2 separate regions of the Ovis aries genome follow, and region 2 is linked to region 1. A link is a contact called in public Hi-C data. All regions are on one chromosome and are shown on one strand. Each heading gives the region's core, a stretch centred on a gene start, on an enhancer-like site or on the middle of the called end of the contact. The rest is flanking DNA. Distances are from core to core; before and after follow the strand shown. Region 1 overlaps LOC132657581 (a long non-coding RNA gene). Region 2 holds the start of KCNB1 (potassium voltage-gated channel subfamily B member 1).

Region 1 (6,845 bases), core at 3,339-5,838:
AGCTAGTAGGCAGTGAAGCCAGATAGCTGGATGGTATCTTCCACCACTCCCCATGAGGAAGAAGTCTATTGACTTGGACCTGTCCAGTCCCCTTCCTGCTGCTTCTTATAACAGCATCCTGAGTTTTCCTAGGGGAACTATCCTTTTCCCCCTTGGTCCATGTGGTTCAATTAGGACTGATCCCTCTCTAGCCCTAGGATGCACCTATTGGCCAGTCCCAGCCAATCAGAGCCCACTGCCCTACCAGTTCAGGGATGGGCATGTAAGACGAGCCAGGTCCATAAGCAAGTGACGCCAGGAGTTTAGCCGGAGCTACGGCTACTGGAAATGAGAAGTTCTCTTCCACTCGGCAATACTAAACTGGAAGGAAGAAACCCAAGAGATGATGGTATCCATCTCCCACCCCAAGGTGCCTGCCTAAGGAAAGAGCCGAACAGAGGAGAGGAGGGCCAAAGGGTAGCGATCAGACAGCTCCAACCTCGCAGGCCCTGGATCTAGCCACACCTGAAGGGAAATCTATCCTGAATATTTTAATTACATGTGTAGATAAATTTCCATTTTTGCCAAAGTTGACTGAGTTCTGTCACTCATCAACCCACCCCCCACCCCCCCCCCCCACCACACACACACACAAAGGGCCTTGACTCAAAGTGCTTAGGTGTAGGGCAAGGCTCCATGAACATCACACTACAGGCTTCCCACCTTCATCTCCAAATCATTTCTGATTTTTTAAGCTTTTTTTCTCTTATTGGCATAGCCACATGGCATGTAGGATCTTAGTTCCCCAACCAGGAATCAAAACCATGCCCCCTGCCCTGGAAGTGCAGAGTCTTAACCACTGGACCACAAGGGAAGTCCTTTTATTTTATTCTTAATTTTTTTGGTATTGGTTGGATGGAGATACTTCCCCCTCCTCTGGCAGAGTCCCTGACTCCGTACAAACTCCTGCTGAAACTAGGGGTAATGAGTCAAATCCATTTCATCTGCCTTCACTGATCAAGGCTTTGCGTGCCCTCCAAGCAGCAAGCAGCCTAAGACATAAGAAGCTGGACTCCATTGTTTTCCAGGAACTTGGAGTCAGCTGTGTCTAGCTCACGCTGAGCCTCTTAAGACGGAACAAGATGGGACCACCGACCCTCCAACTGGACATGTGTGAGTGTTCCCTTGGTGACCCTTTGATTCTAGAGGGTCAAAAACTCCACCCGCAGATGGTGCTAAGCAGCTTCATCTTTCAGCATACAGAGGCCCGGAGCTTGGCTGCACCTGCACAGAACAATGATGGCACCTTTTTCCAATCTCCCTTCCCCACCCTCCCCATGCTCAGAGCCCCCTCCCACTTTATTCTTTATCCCATAAATACTCCAAAGCTCCTGGCCTTGCAGGAGGCAGATCTGAGGCTGGCGTCGTCTTTGTGCTTCGTGCACGCTTAGATGTCTCAGCATCGTGGCCTGCTGTGTGTGGGCAAAACGAAGCTAGTTCAGTGACATGGGCACCTACTCCAAAGGTGTGCCCAAGGGAAACATCCCCTTTCACAGCACCCGTCCCCCAGTGTCCCCACCACAGCCTCTAACTTCTTGTTCAGTCAAGAGCACAGGCTTTGGCATCCAGTTCAAACTCCAGCTCCAACTTTTCCTAACAATGAGGCCTTGTACAGGTCACCTGACTTTCCTGAGCCTCAGTTTCCCCTTCTATAAAAGGAAGAAAGATCATCCACCTCCCAGAATCCCAGAAAGTTAAAAGAGGTATCACTACTTAAGGGTTGGTTTTTCAACAGTATCTATGAAGGACTCCAGAACATTTATACTACGGAGCCCAGGCATCTCAGACACTGAGCCTGCTCAGGAAGACAGCAGCTAAACACTGCAGCCACGAAATTAAAAGACGCTCCTTGGAAGAAAAGCTATGACAAACCTACACAGCATATTAAAAAGCAGAGACATTACTTTGCCAACAAATGTCCATATAGGCAAAGCTCTGGTTTTTCCAGAAGTCATGTATGGATGTGAGAGTTGAACTATAAAGAAGGCTGAGGGCCAAAGAATTGATGATTTCGAACTGTGGTGCTGGAGAAGACTCCTGAGAGTCCCTTGGACTGCAAGGGGATCAAACGAGTCAATTTCAAAGGAAATCAACTCTGAATATTCATGGGAAGGACTGATGCTAAAGCTGAAGCTTCAATACTTTGGTCACCTGATACAAAGAGCCAACTAATTGGAAAGGACCCTGATGCTGGGAAAGACTGAGGGCAGGAGAAGGGGACAACAGAGGATGAAATGGCTGGATGGCATCACCAACTGGATGGACATGAGTTTGAGCAAATTCTGGGAGATGATGAAGGCCAGGGAGGCCTGGCGTGCTGCAGTCCATGGGGTCGAATGAGCGGCTGAACAACAACAAACACACAAAAGAAAATTTCCAAATAAAACGACCTCCCGTGGCCCAAACAAGCGTAGGGGCAGAGGCAGAGAAAGCCTGCTATTAGGGAACCTGACCTCAGTGTGAACTGCCTGACCGGTCAGCATCTCTTTCCCCTCCATCACCCTGGCTCCTCACCCCAGACGGACACACACAGGTGCTGCTGAAATGCTTGTCAGTGACTCACTGACACTCCCAGAGCTGGTGGGGGCAGACAGTGATTCCCAGGAGTGCCCAGAGTCCTGATTTAGGAAAGACGGTTGAGTAGCAGGAACATGTGGGCCAGTCCCTGCCCAGACCAGAGGGCAGTGGAAAGATACACCCCTCCCCCAACTCCATCCTCGGAGCTCCTGGGTCTAAACGCTGGGAGAACCAAGCCAGCACCCTTGCTAGAGGAGGAGCAGGAAGCCAGGACTCATCCACAGTTCTTTATGCACCTGAAGTAAGGGATTCGTCAGAGATGGTTTTACACGAACGCAGGACAGGGCAGGAAATAATTGACTAGAAGATGGACGAACTTTGAAAACATTCTGCTATGTGAAAGAAGCCGGCCGCGAAAGGCCATTTGTAGGATTCCATTTATATGAAATGTCCAGAACAGGCAAATCCACGGAAATAGAAAGTAGACTCGTGGTTGCTTAGGGCTGGAGGGCCTGATGAATGAAGGGTAACTGATGATGGTACGAGGCTTCTGTGGGGATGAAAAGGGTTCTACAATTAGATCAGGTTAGACGATTGTCTGAATATACGACAAAGACTGAATTATACACTTTGAGTGAATGGCATAATGTGAATTCTAGCTCAGCAAAGGTGTTAAAGGACATATTAATAACAATTGACTCCCAAGGGGAGAAAAACTGCTCCCTTTCAAGTCCCTTGTGATTCCTCTAATGGAGACTAGGCAAGGACCTCGTCTCCACTGGAACACGTGGCCCCCTCACTTCCTCTCACACACATGCTAGTGTCTCGTTTGGACAAGGAGACAGCAGGCTTCCCATTCGGCTCCTGGAAGGGCAGTGCCTCGCCAGACTTGTTTGCTTTCCGTTGTGTTTGTTTTTCTGATTGCCTTCTAATTATGGCAGCTGATTGTTCACCTGTTCATTTATTCGGTAAACATGGATTAAGCGTTATGGTGTGACAGACGCTATTCTAGCCACAGCGGACACAGCAGGGGAGAAGACCAAAACCCTTGCCCTCGTGGAGCTGATGTCCTGCTAGGGCAGAAAATCTGAGCAGCTGGTGTAGCTCATGGGTTTCAAATCCCCGCTCTGCCATTCATTGGCTGTGTGTCCTGGGGCAAGTAACTTAACCTCTCTGTGCCTCAGTTCCCCCACATGCAAAATGGGGGTAATAACTGCATCTAACTCAGGATACAATGAGTTAGTATGTGTAAAAGGCCGGGACAGTGCGTGGGACACTGTAGGTACTTAATAAATGTTTGCAATTATTATCTATTTTCATTTCTAGCTGCAATTTTTAAAAAAAATTCCTCTTTATACACAGAATGTAAGTATAGGGCCTCCCTGGTGGCTCAGAGTAAAGAGCCCGCCTGCAGTGCAAGAGGTCCAGATTCACCCCTGAGTCGGGAAGATCCCCTGGAAAAGGGAATGGCAACCCACTCTAGTATTCTTGCCTGGAGAATCTCATGGACAGAGGAGCCCAGCGGGCTACAGTCCACGCAGTCACTTAGTGTCAGACACGACTGAGTAACACACGCATGTAAGTATAAGCTTCCTTTTAAAATAAATTTATTTAAGTAAAGAAAGAGATGAAATGGAGAGTCAAAAAAATGGGGGGTATGGGTAAGGAAAATAGGGCAACCTTGAGAAGAGCGTATTTAGGAGAAGAAGTTTGGGAACCCCTGAACCAGAGAGAGATGGCAGTAAGGCTGTGATTCAGCGGGCACCCACTGGAAACACAAAGCTATTTTCAGTGTCAGCGTAAGGACAAGGCTTGTTCCTGCAGTCTCAGATGTGCTAATTTCTCCCCACTCCTTCGTCCTATCGCCTCCCAAGCCCTGAGGGTTTCCCTGCCACCCAAGGAGGCTTTGGAAAGAGGGGCTTGGACAGATGGGGTCACGGCTGCTAGATGAAGACAAAGCCGTGAACCTCGGGGGAGGAACAGTCTTGGAACTGCCCGCGTCTCTCCCAGCTCTCTTGGCAGCTGGGGTTGCCGGCCGCTTGCCACAGCAACAGCTGGTGCCTGCAAGACAGGGGGCTGTTTCAGTGGCGACATGACTCTCCTGGGCACCGGGGATATTGGCTTTCAGGGACCCCTTCTCCATGCAGAAATACTTCAAATCAAAATCTACAACTGCGTTGTATAATGATAAATAGAATCCGGGCTGGATTCCATATCACACCTTCATTTTTATTACATTTTATTTCTTCTGACTTTAACAGGTTCAAATTAAAGCATTTTTGTGGTGCCTAAAAGTATATGGGCCCTGGGTCCTATGCGTATTCTTTGCCTGATGGAGAAGTTGGCCTCAGACTGGCCGAAGAACGGCTGATCCTAGAGGCTACCCTGGGCAATCCAGACTGGACTCTTAGAGTCTGACAAGGTGATCCCCTCATATCCTTAGCCTCCCTGTGCCCCCTTCCCCTCCTGTTGGAAGGCAACAGAGTGGAGGAATTAAGAACAAAGGTTCCGGCATGTGAGTGGGGGTAGCTCGTGACCCAGCTACTAGGAGCTTCTGGCTCTTTGGTGAGTAGCAGACGTAACCATAGTGCTTCCCTCATGGCTCAGATGGTAAAGAGACTTCCTGCAATGCAGGAGACCTGGGTTTGATCCCTAGGTCAGGAAGAGACTCCAGTATTCTTAGTGGATACTGGAGAATTCCATAGACAGAGGAGCCGAGCCAGCTAGAGTCCATGGGGTCGCAAAGAGTCAAACACGACTGAGCAACTAACACACACAGAACCGTAATCTCTGCCCCTCTGAAGTGTTGGGAGGGTATGATGAGATGCAAAGTGAAAAAGCAATCATGACAATAATAACGAACCATTTCAGCCACAAGAACGAACAACCCAAGGCAACAAGGCCGTCACTCAGATAGACCTTGCAAGCCACATTCTGAGCAAAAGAAACTGAATTCTAAAAGGTACTTCCTGTATCATTTCATTTATGTGACTTGGGGGTAGGGGATTAAACTCTTATGTTTAGGTATCTGCACCAGGTTGACTAAAGCTATAAAGTAAACTGTACAACGGACCACCATAAAATCAGGATGATGGTCTTCTCTACGGGGAGGGAGGGACTGTGGTTGGGGGGTTCTGGGGAGACTGGGGGGCTAGCCAAATTCTATCCCATGCCTCGGTGCTGACTACCCAGATGTGTCCTCTTTGCAAACATTTATGAAACTGGTTCATATATATTTTAGCCAATTCTCTGTAGGTATGAAAAGCGAAAGTTTTAGTTGCTCAGTCATGTCTGACTTTGCGGCCTCATGGACTGTAGCCCGCCGGGCTCCTATGTCCATGTAATTCTCCAGGCAAGAACAATGGAGTGGGTTGCCATTTTCTTCTCCGAGGGATCTTTTCAACCCAGGGATTGAACCTGGGTCTCCTGCATTGCAGGCAGATTCTTTACTGTCTGAGCCACCAGGGAAGCCTCTGTAGGTATAATCCACATCTTTAAAAATGCAAAAGAATAACAGTAATAGCATAGTGAAATTGTGTTCTGTGCGAGGCACTGTTCTAAGCTTCTAAGCACAGTGCCTGGCACTTCATAGACACTTCACAAAGGACAGCACTTGAAGTTACCATTATTATTGCTATGCTCAGAATATAAGCTAGAACTAATGTCCCTTGTCGCCAAAGGGCTTGTGAGGCTTGAATAAGAGCTCACAGACAAAGCACCCTGTTGGAACACAGCGCACAGTGGGTGCAAGACCATGGTGGGTGTCCTTCTGCTTGTCCCAAACTCAGAGACCCTTCTCCTGCTGAATAAACCTTCCTGAACTCCCCCACCAGCAGGCTTACCCTCCCCAGGTCCCAGCCCTCTGCATGCCCACCCTCGCCAGCTGCCCATGGAAAGAATCTGGCTGGCAGTCCATCCCCATCCTCACTTTGCTCCTCCTTCTCTGCTGAGTCCTGCCTGGTGAGCTCATGCCCCAGTCAGACCTTCCGCCACCTGTTCTGTGGGCCTGGCCTGGCTGGGGTGGGGGCAGGCAGACATGCCTGTATCTGGAACAGCCCTGGCTCTGGTCTCCATCCCAGCCCATGATGCCTGGTAGAGGCAGGGGTTCCTAGGACCCTCATCTCAGCCTCACCAAAGTGCCATGTTCCTGGAGTATGTGCTTCCAAAAAGAGAGGTTTGGCATTAATCAGAGTTTCAGGGCTAGCAATGCTTATTCAAAGATGGATAGGTAAATTGAGGCTCTAATAAGTAAGTATCTAGCCCCCAAAATGAATCTCTAATGGTAGAAT
Region 2 (6,452 bases), core at 3,626-6,125, 150 kb before region 1:
AATAAAGCAGAAATAGATGTTTTTCTGGAACTCTCTTGCTTTTTCCATGATCCAGCAGATGTTGGCAATTTGATCTCTTGTTCCTCTGCCTTTTCTAAAACCAGCTTGAACATCAGGAAGTTCACGGTTCACGTATTGCTGAAGCCTGGCTTGGAGAATTTTGAGCATTACTTTACTAGCATGTGAGATGAGTGCAATTGTGCGCTAGTTTGAGCATTCTTTGGCATTGCCTTTCTTTGGAATTGGAATGAAAACTGACCTTTGCCAGTCCTGTGGCCACTGCTGAGTTTTCCAAATTTGCTGGCATATTGAATGCAGCACTTTCACAGCATCATCCTTCAGGATTTGAAACAGCTCAACTGGACTTCCATCACCTCCACTAGCTTTGTTCGTAGTGATGCTTTCTAAGGCCCACTTGACTTCACATTCCAGGATGTCTGGCTCTAGATTAGTGATAACATCATCATGATTATCTGGGTCGTGAAGATCTTTTTTGAACAGTTCTTCTGTGTATTCTTGCCACCTCTTCTTACTATCTTCTGCTTCTGTTAGGTCCAGACCATTTCTGTCCTTTATCGAGCCCATCTTTGCATGAAATGTTCCCTTGGGATCTCTAATTTTCTTGAAGAGATCTCTAGTGTTTCCCATTCTGTTGTTTTCCTCTGTTTGTTTGCATTGATCGCTGAAGAAGGCTTTCTTATCTCTTCTTGCTATTCTTTGGAACTCTGCATTCAGATGCTTATATCTTTGCTTTTCTCCTTTGCTTTTCACCTCTCTTCTTTTCACAGCTATTGAATCTGGAGCCAGAGTAAGAACTTTGCAGGAGTCAGGCCACTGGGAGTGATGAATCTGAATGACATGGAATTTCTAGCCTTGGGCTTGCAGAGGACTCTCCCTTGTCAGAGCCCTGTGACTGTGAAATTGCCCGGCCATTCCCACTGCCACCATCTCAGTCCAAACTGCATTATCTTTGACCTGGACAATTGTGGAAGCCTCATGATGTGTCTTCCTGCTGCTACCTTTTGTCCCCCAAATTCTGTAAAGCACACAGCAGCTAGAAGAATCACCACAAAATATATAGCAGCACATGGATCTTCTCTGCTTAAAACTCTATCATGGCTTCCCCTTACGTTTAAGAAAAAGGCCAAACTCATTCCTTAACCTTGAGAATAAAATTCCAACAGAGATCTGCCTGGCCTGATCCCATCCACCTCTCTAACCTCTTTTCCCAAATTCATTTCTACTTTAGGACTTTTGCTCTTTCTGTTTCCCCTGCTTGTGCCTCCTTCCCTAGAACTTCACATGGTTGTCTTCTCCCTGCCCTCAGGTTCTCACCTTAGATATATCACCTCCTCCAGGAAGCCCTCCCTGCCTTATCACCCTATCTAAATTTGCTGATGCCTCTTCCAGTCATGCTCTCTCTCACTTCCTCTCACTTCTTTTTCTTCACCGCATTTCTCACTATTCAAATAATCTGGCTTATTCATTCACTTGTTCATTAACTGTATCCCCCACTAGAATAAAAACCTGTGAGTATAGAGCCTGCCTGATTTAGTCTCACTGTATCTCCAGTGTTTAGAGTAGTTGCTGTTTAGTCATTAAGTTGTGTCTGACTCTTTGTGACCCCTTGAAGTGTAGTCTGCCAGGCTTCTCCATCCATGGGATTTTCTAGGCAAGAATACTGGAGTGGGTTGCCATTTCTTTCTCCAGGGGATCTTCCCTACCCAGGGATCAAACCCACGCCTCCTGCGTTGACAGACAGATTCCTTACCACCGAGCCACCAGGGAAGCCTGTTAACCTGGCACATAACGTAGTAGGTGCTCATTAATTACTGGCTGAGAGAATAAAATTTTCAGACTGGGAAATACCTTTGCCTTCTATTAAATTGATCTAAGGTTTATCGACCTTTACACTATTGACATTCAGGGCTGCAGAATTCTTTATTGTGGGGCTCTGACCTGGGCACTGGAGGATGTTTAACCGCATCTGCGGCCTCTACCTACAAGAGGATGGCATCTGGGACACGGATCATGATAATGGAGATGACGAGAAATGAACCGATTAAAATATATAATAATATTATGTGCAACTATGTGAAAATGAATCTTAACTTTAGAAATGAAGGAAAGGGTCTGGGTGGTGGGGGGGACTGTGCCTTAGGGCACTGTGGCTTGTTCAGTTTTTGCTCCAGCGCAAGGGGCTCACTGCTGTGTCGGCAGCATCCATTTGCTTACCAGGCAGGAGATATGTATTTGAAAGAGCAGACAAGTGGGGATTTCCCTGGCAGTCAACTGGTTACGACTTCGCCTTCCAGTACAGGGAGTGCAGGTTCCATCCGCGCCCTGGGAGCTAAGATTCCATATCCCTCACGGCCAAAAAACATAAAGCAGAAGCAATACTGCAACAAATTCAATAAAGACTTTTTAAATGGTCCACATTTTAAAAATCTTTAAGCAAAAGAAAAGAGTAAACATGGGGGCCCAACTGTGGCATCCTTAGGGCGGCCTTGCTCACTTCTCTAGGTAAGTTATTCAACACTTTTATTCATTTCTGGAGATTATTTGATCCATCCATTCTCCCCCACTGGACAGGGAGCTCCAGGGAAGGACATATTCCTTGCTGAGCCTGGCATAGGACCCGGCACACAAGAAGCTCTCAAAACCAATTGTCCAAAGTAACATGAATGAATGAATCACCAAGGTTTATAAGCTAGCTTACCCCTCACTCTCTCTTCCCACCACCTTGCTTTATTTCTCTTCTTAGCAGTTACCACCAGCTGCCACGCTGGATATTTATTTGTTAATATACTCATTGCTCACCTTCCCCCACTAGAATCTAGAATTCATTTCTAGAATTAGAGTTTAGAGTCTAGAACGAAAGCGTATGAAACCAAGGGCTATTTAAAATTGCAATTCTCCCCACTCACTCCATCTCCCCTCCCTCCTCACCCCCCATCCCCCATTCCCTTTCCTCTGACATATTCTTTGACTTTCTTGGTTTTGATATGCTTCCAACCAGCTCCACAAGGGCTGGATGTTTGCGTTTGGTTTACAGCTCTATGTCAGACGCTTATCTCAGGACCTTGCATAGAGTAGGCACTCAAGCCACACTGATGACTGGATGAAGGAAGGTGGAATTGAGAGGCAGGCAGTCTTTAGGGGCACATCCATTGCCCAAATCCGTAACCCGCCCCCAGCCTCACCAACCGGCCGGGCCGGGCAGGCAGGAGTTAAGCGGCGCGCACGCTTCCAACCCGCAGGTGGCGCCGTCCCGCCTCGGTGCCCGACTCCGGGCACTCAGAAGTGCGGGACAGAATCGCAGCGAGCGCGGAGCCAAGCTCAGCCCCGACTTGTTGATCTCGCCCAAGCAGCCGCCACCGCTGCCGCGGGAGCAGAGGAGGAGGAGGTGGATCGCGAGGCGCCGCCCGACCTCAGTCCTGCCACCCGCGCGCCCAGCGCCCGCCCGCGCGCCCAGCGCCCGCCCGCGCCCCCAGCCTCGGAGAGTGCGCTCCGGCCCCGCAGCGCCTTGCAGCTTCGGCGCGTCGCCTGCCCGGCCGGCGTAGGCCGGGCCCAGCCCGGCCCCGGGTCCGCCGCTGCCCACGGGCGGGGGCGCCCGGGCGACCGCGGCAATGCGCGGTCCCTGGCCCTGGGAGGCGGCCACCCTGGGGGTGAGTGTTGGGGCGCGCGGCGGGGACGCAGGGGTCCCAGGAGATGGGGCTCGCTTGTCTCGGTTCGGCCTGTTGGTCTACCCAGGCTCCGCGGTTTCAGGCTGGGCGGTGGGGGGAGGGATGGGGGGGCAAGAGCCGGGGCTAGGGGGAGACGCGCGATCCTCATTCTTGGGTGAGGGGGTAGGGCGTGAGCTTCACATGCCTAGGGGCTCAGAGGAACCCTGAGATCACCAGTGCGCGGAGGGAGGAGGGCTCGTTTTGAAAAGGCCAGAAAATTCAGCTCCTTTCCCCGCCTCCCACCTCCCCCACCCCTTCCCTTCCAAGCCCCGGGAAAGGCGCAGAACCCGGAGTTATAAAAAGCCATCGCAGGAAAGGAGCGAGCAGGAGGAGGAGGTGGAGGAGAAGGAGAAGGGGGCGGGGAAGGAGCTAGGGGAGGACGGGCCAGGTGGGTCCCCCCGACTTTGTGGGCCAGCCCCCGCCGTGGGGCAGGGGGCGCGGAGGGAGGGGCAGGACCCGGCGCAGAGCTTGGCTTTGCGTCTTCAGTGTTCACCTCGTCTCCGGAGAGACCTCAAGAGGTGCTCCCGTGTGGCTTGGGGAGAGGGGTCGCTCCAGGACAGTGGGGCTGTCGTGACTATCCGGTCTGTTGTGACCGACAGGTGGGCACCTGAAACGCTCCAGAATTCCCCCAAATATTTAAAGGTTTAGAAAAAGCAATCCCCCTGTCACCGCCCCGCCGCCTCCCCCCCCGCCCCAGCCTTCAAATCCTAATTATCTCGGAGCAGGGGAAGGAAAAGATAAGTATTTTTTTGAAAAAAGAAAAAAAGTTTTTTCATTCAGCTGCCCTCCTCTCCGCATGGCGGGGCCAGGTGCGGCCCTCGACGGGGAGACCCACAGAAAAGCGAGTTTCAGCACTCGACGGGGCGGACAGCGCCCCAGGCGGCAGAACAGAGCCAGGGCGGCGGAAGGCCCGGGGTGGGGCCTCCCGGGTCCCCCCGGCGCCTCTTGGGGGCCCTCTCCCCGCTCCGGAGGGCGGCCCCTCCCTCCAGCCACGGGGTGGGGCGGACTTCAGCACCGGCGGGAGGGACAGCGCCCAGCCCGGCTGCGGCCCTGAGCCGCTTAAGCGCGGGGAAGGTCAAGGCCGGCAGGGGCCGGGGTGGAGAGGTGGGGAGGGGCCGCGCACAGCTCCTCGTCCGCTGACCTGCGTCCGCTTTCTGCCTCGCAGCCGTCGGGATGGAGGTGAGAAGACGGCCGTGACGCGCGCCCGCGCGGCCCCCTGCACCCCCAGCAGCCCAAAGCGCTCCCTGCCCCCCTCCCCCGCGGCGGCTGGCCTCGCCGTCCAGTGACAGCGGCCTGGGGGGGCAGGGGGGGCGGGGGCGGCCGGACCAGCGATGCCGGCGGGCATGACGAAGCATGGCTCCCGCTCCACTAGCTCGCTGCCACCCGAGCCCATGGAGATCGTGCGCAGCAAGGCGTGCTCGAGGCGCGTCCGCCTCAACGTCGGTGGGCTGGCACACGAGGTGCTCTGGCGCACCCTGGACCGCCTGCCCCGCACGCGGCTGGGCAAGCTCCGCGACTGCAACACGCACGACTCGCTGCTGGAGGTGTGCGACGACTACAGCCTCGACGACAACGAGTACTTCTTCGACCGCCATCCGGGCGCCTTCACCTCCATCCTCAACTTTTACCGCACCGGGCGGCTGCACATGATGGAGGAGATGTGCGCACTCAGCTTCAGCCAAGAGCTGGACTACTGGGGCATCGACGAAATCTACCTGGAGTCCTGCTGCCAGGCCCGCTACCACCAGAAGAAAGAGCAGATGAACGAGGAGCTCAAGCGCGAGGCAGAGACTCTCCGCGAGCGGGAGGGCGAGGAGTTCGATAACACGTGCTGCGCGGAGAAGAGGAAGAAACTCTGGGACTTACTGGAGAAGCCCAATTCCTCTGTGGCCGCCAAGGTGAGCGTGAAATCCGGGCGGTGCTGGGCTGGGGCGGGAGGAGGGGGGGTTGGTTCCGCCTGTGTGTCCAGATCGAGGACCACGGTTGAGGGACTGTGGCTTAGTTCCCACAAATATGAAGACCAGGAAAGAGAAAGGGCTGTGGCTGAGACCTCAGAGGTGAGAACCAACAACCCCTTCAGACTGTTCGTTCCTGTATGGCTCTGGCCACCTCATCCTTTTATTATTCAATACTTTATACCCCAGCTTTGCTGGAGAAAAGGCTTTGTGGAGACTTACGAAAACCCACATCAAAAGAATGGACACTGCAAATAACGGGGCACAGAGGGACAATAAAGCCTCGAGATGGAGTAGAGTTGGGTTAGGTCTGTTCTACATAATGCTCCCTTGTGGATGCCTAGACCCAGGCTAGAGGAGAGTCACACTGCAATTTTAATACTTATCCCTATATTTATAACCCCACTTTGCTCCAAGGAGGGAATGAAGCAGCTTACAGACCTACTTGGAGGACACTGAGATACTGTGAGGCAGTTTTAACATAAGTGAGAAAAATGAGGCAAAGGGACTCTGAGGGATGGGTATGTGTGTGCATGATGCATGCAGCTGGTTATGGATGCCTGTGGGCGAAGGATCACCCCTGGTTTGCTCTGTCTTCATTTATTTGGTGAATTGATTCCCAGAATGCTTGATGCAGCTGCTAAAGATGCTTTGGCTATCGGAAGAAGATGTAAATTTTGAAATAGGGGAGAAAAAATGAGGCAATGTGAAAAAGAGAAAGCAGGAGAAAGAGGCAGGAATGGGTCTCATCACAATGGATAGAACTATGTGC

The links. Hi-C and Micro-C count contacts between places; a contact is called where the count stands out from the background.
Region 2: a contact with region 1 is called in a Hi-C map of hypothalamus, with 5 times the contacts expected there. The contact joins the promoter of KCNB1 here to the enhancer-like site in region 1. A contact is called at or near these places in 9 of 16 Hi-C or Micro-C datasets (blood, hypothalamus, liver and 4 more).

Annotation. Positions count from the first base shown.
Region 1 is chr13:77,424,129-77,430,973 of ARS-UI_Ramb_v3.0, reverse strand. It overlaps LOC132657581 (a long non-coding RNA gene), which reads left to right. Exons shown (of 2, transcript XR_009595981.1): 2 at 1,068-4,850. Among named protein-coding and RNA genes, the nearest start is that of ZNFX1, 54 kb to the right of the region's middle. Within about 2 kb of position 4,588, at least 2 of the 54 cell types and tissues checked have an H3K27ac peak or open chromatin away from gene starts, as enhancers often do. A contact at or near this core is called in hypothalamus, where this site is marked.
Region 2 is chr13:77,570,218-77,576,669 of ARS-UI_Ramb_v3.0, reverse strand. It overlaps KCNB1 (potassium voltage-gated channel subfamily B member 1), which reads left to right and starts at 4,875. Exons shown (of 2, transcript XM_004014630.6): 1 at 4,875-5,623. The coding sequence starts at 5,057.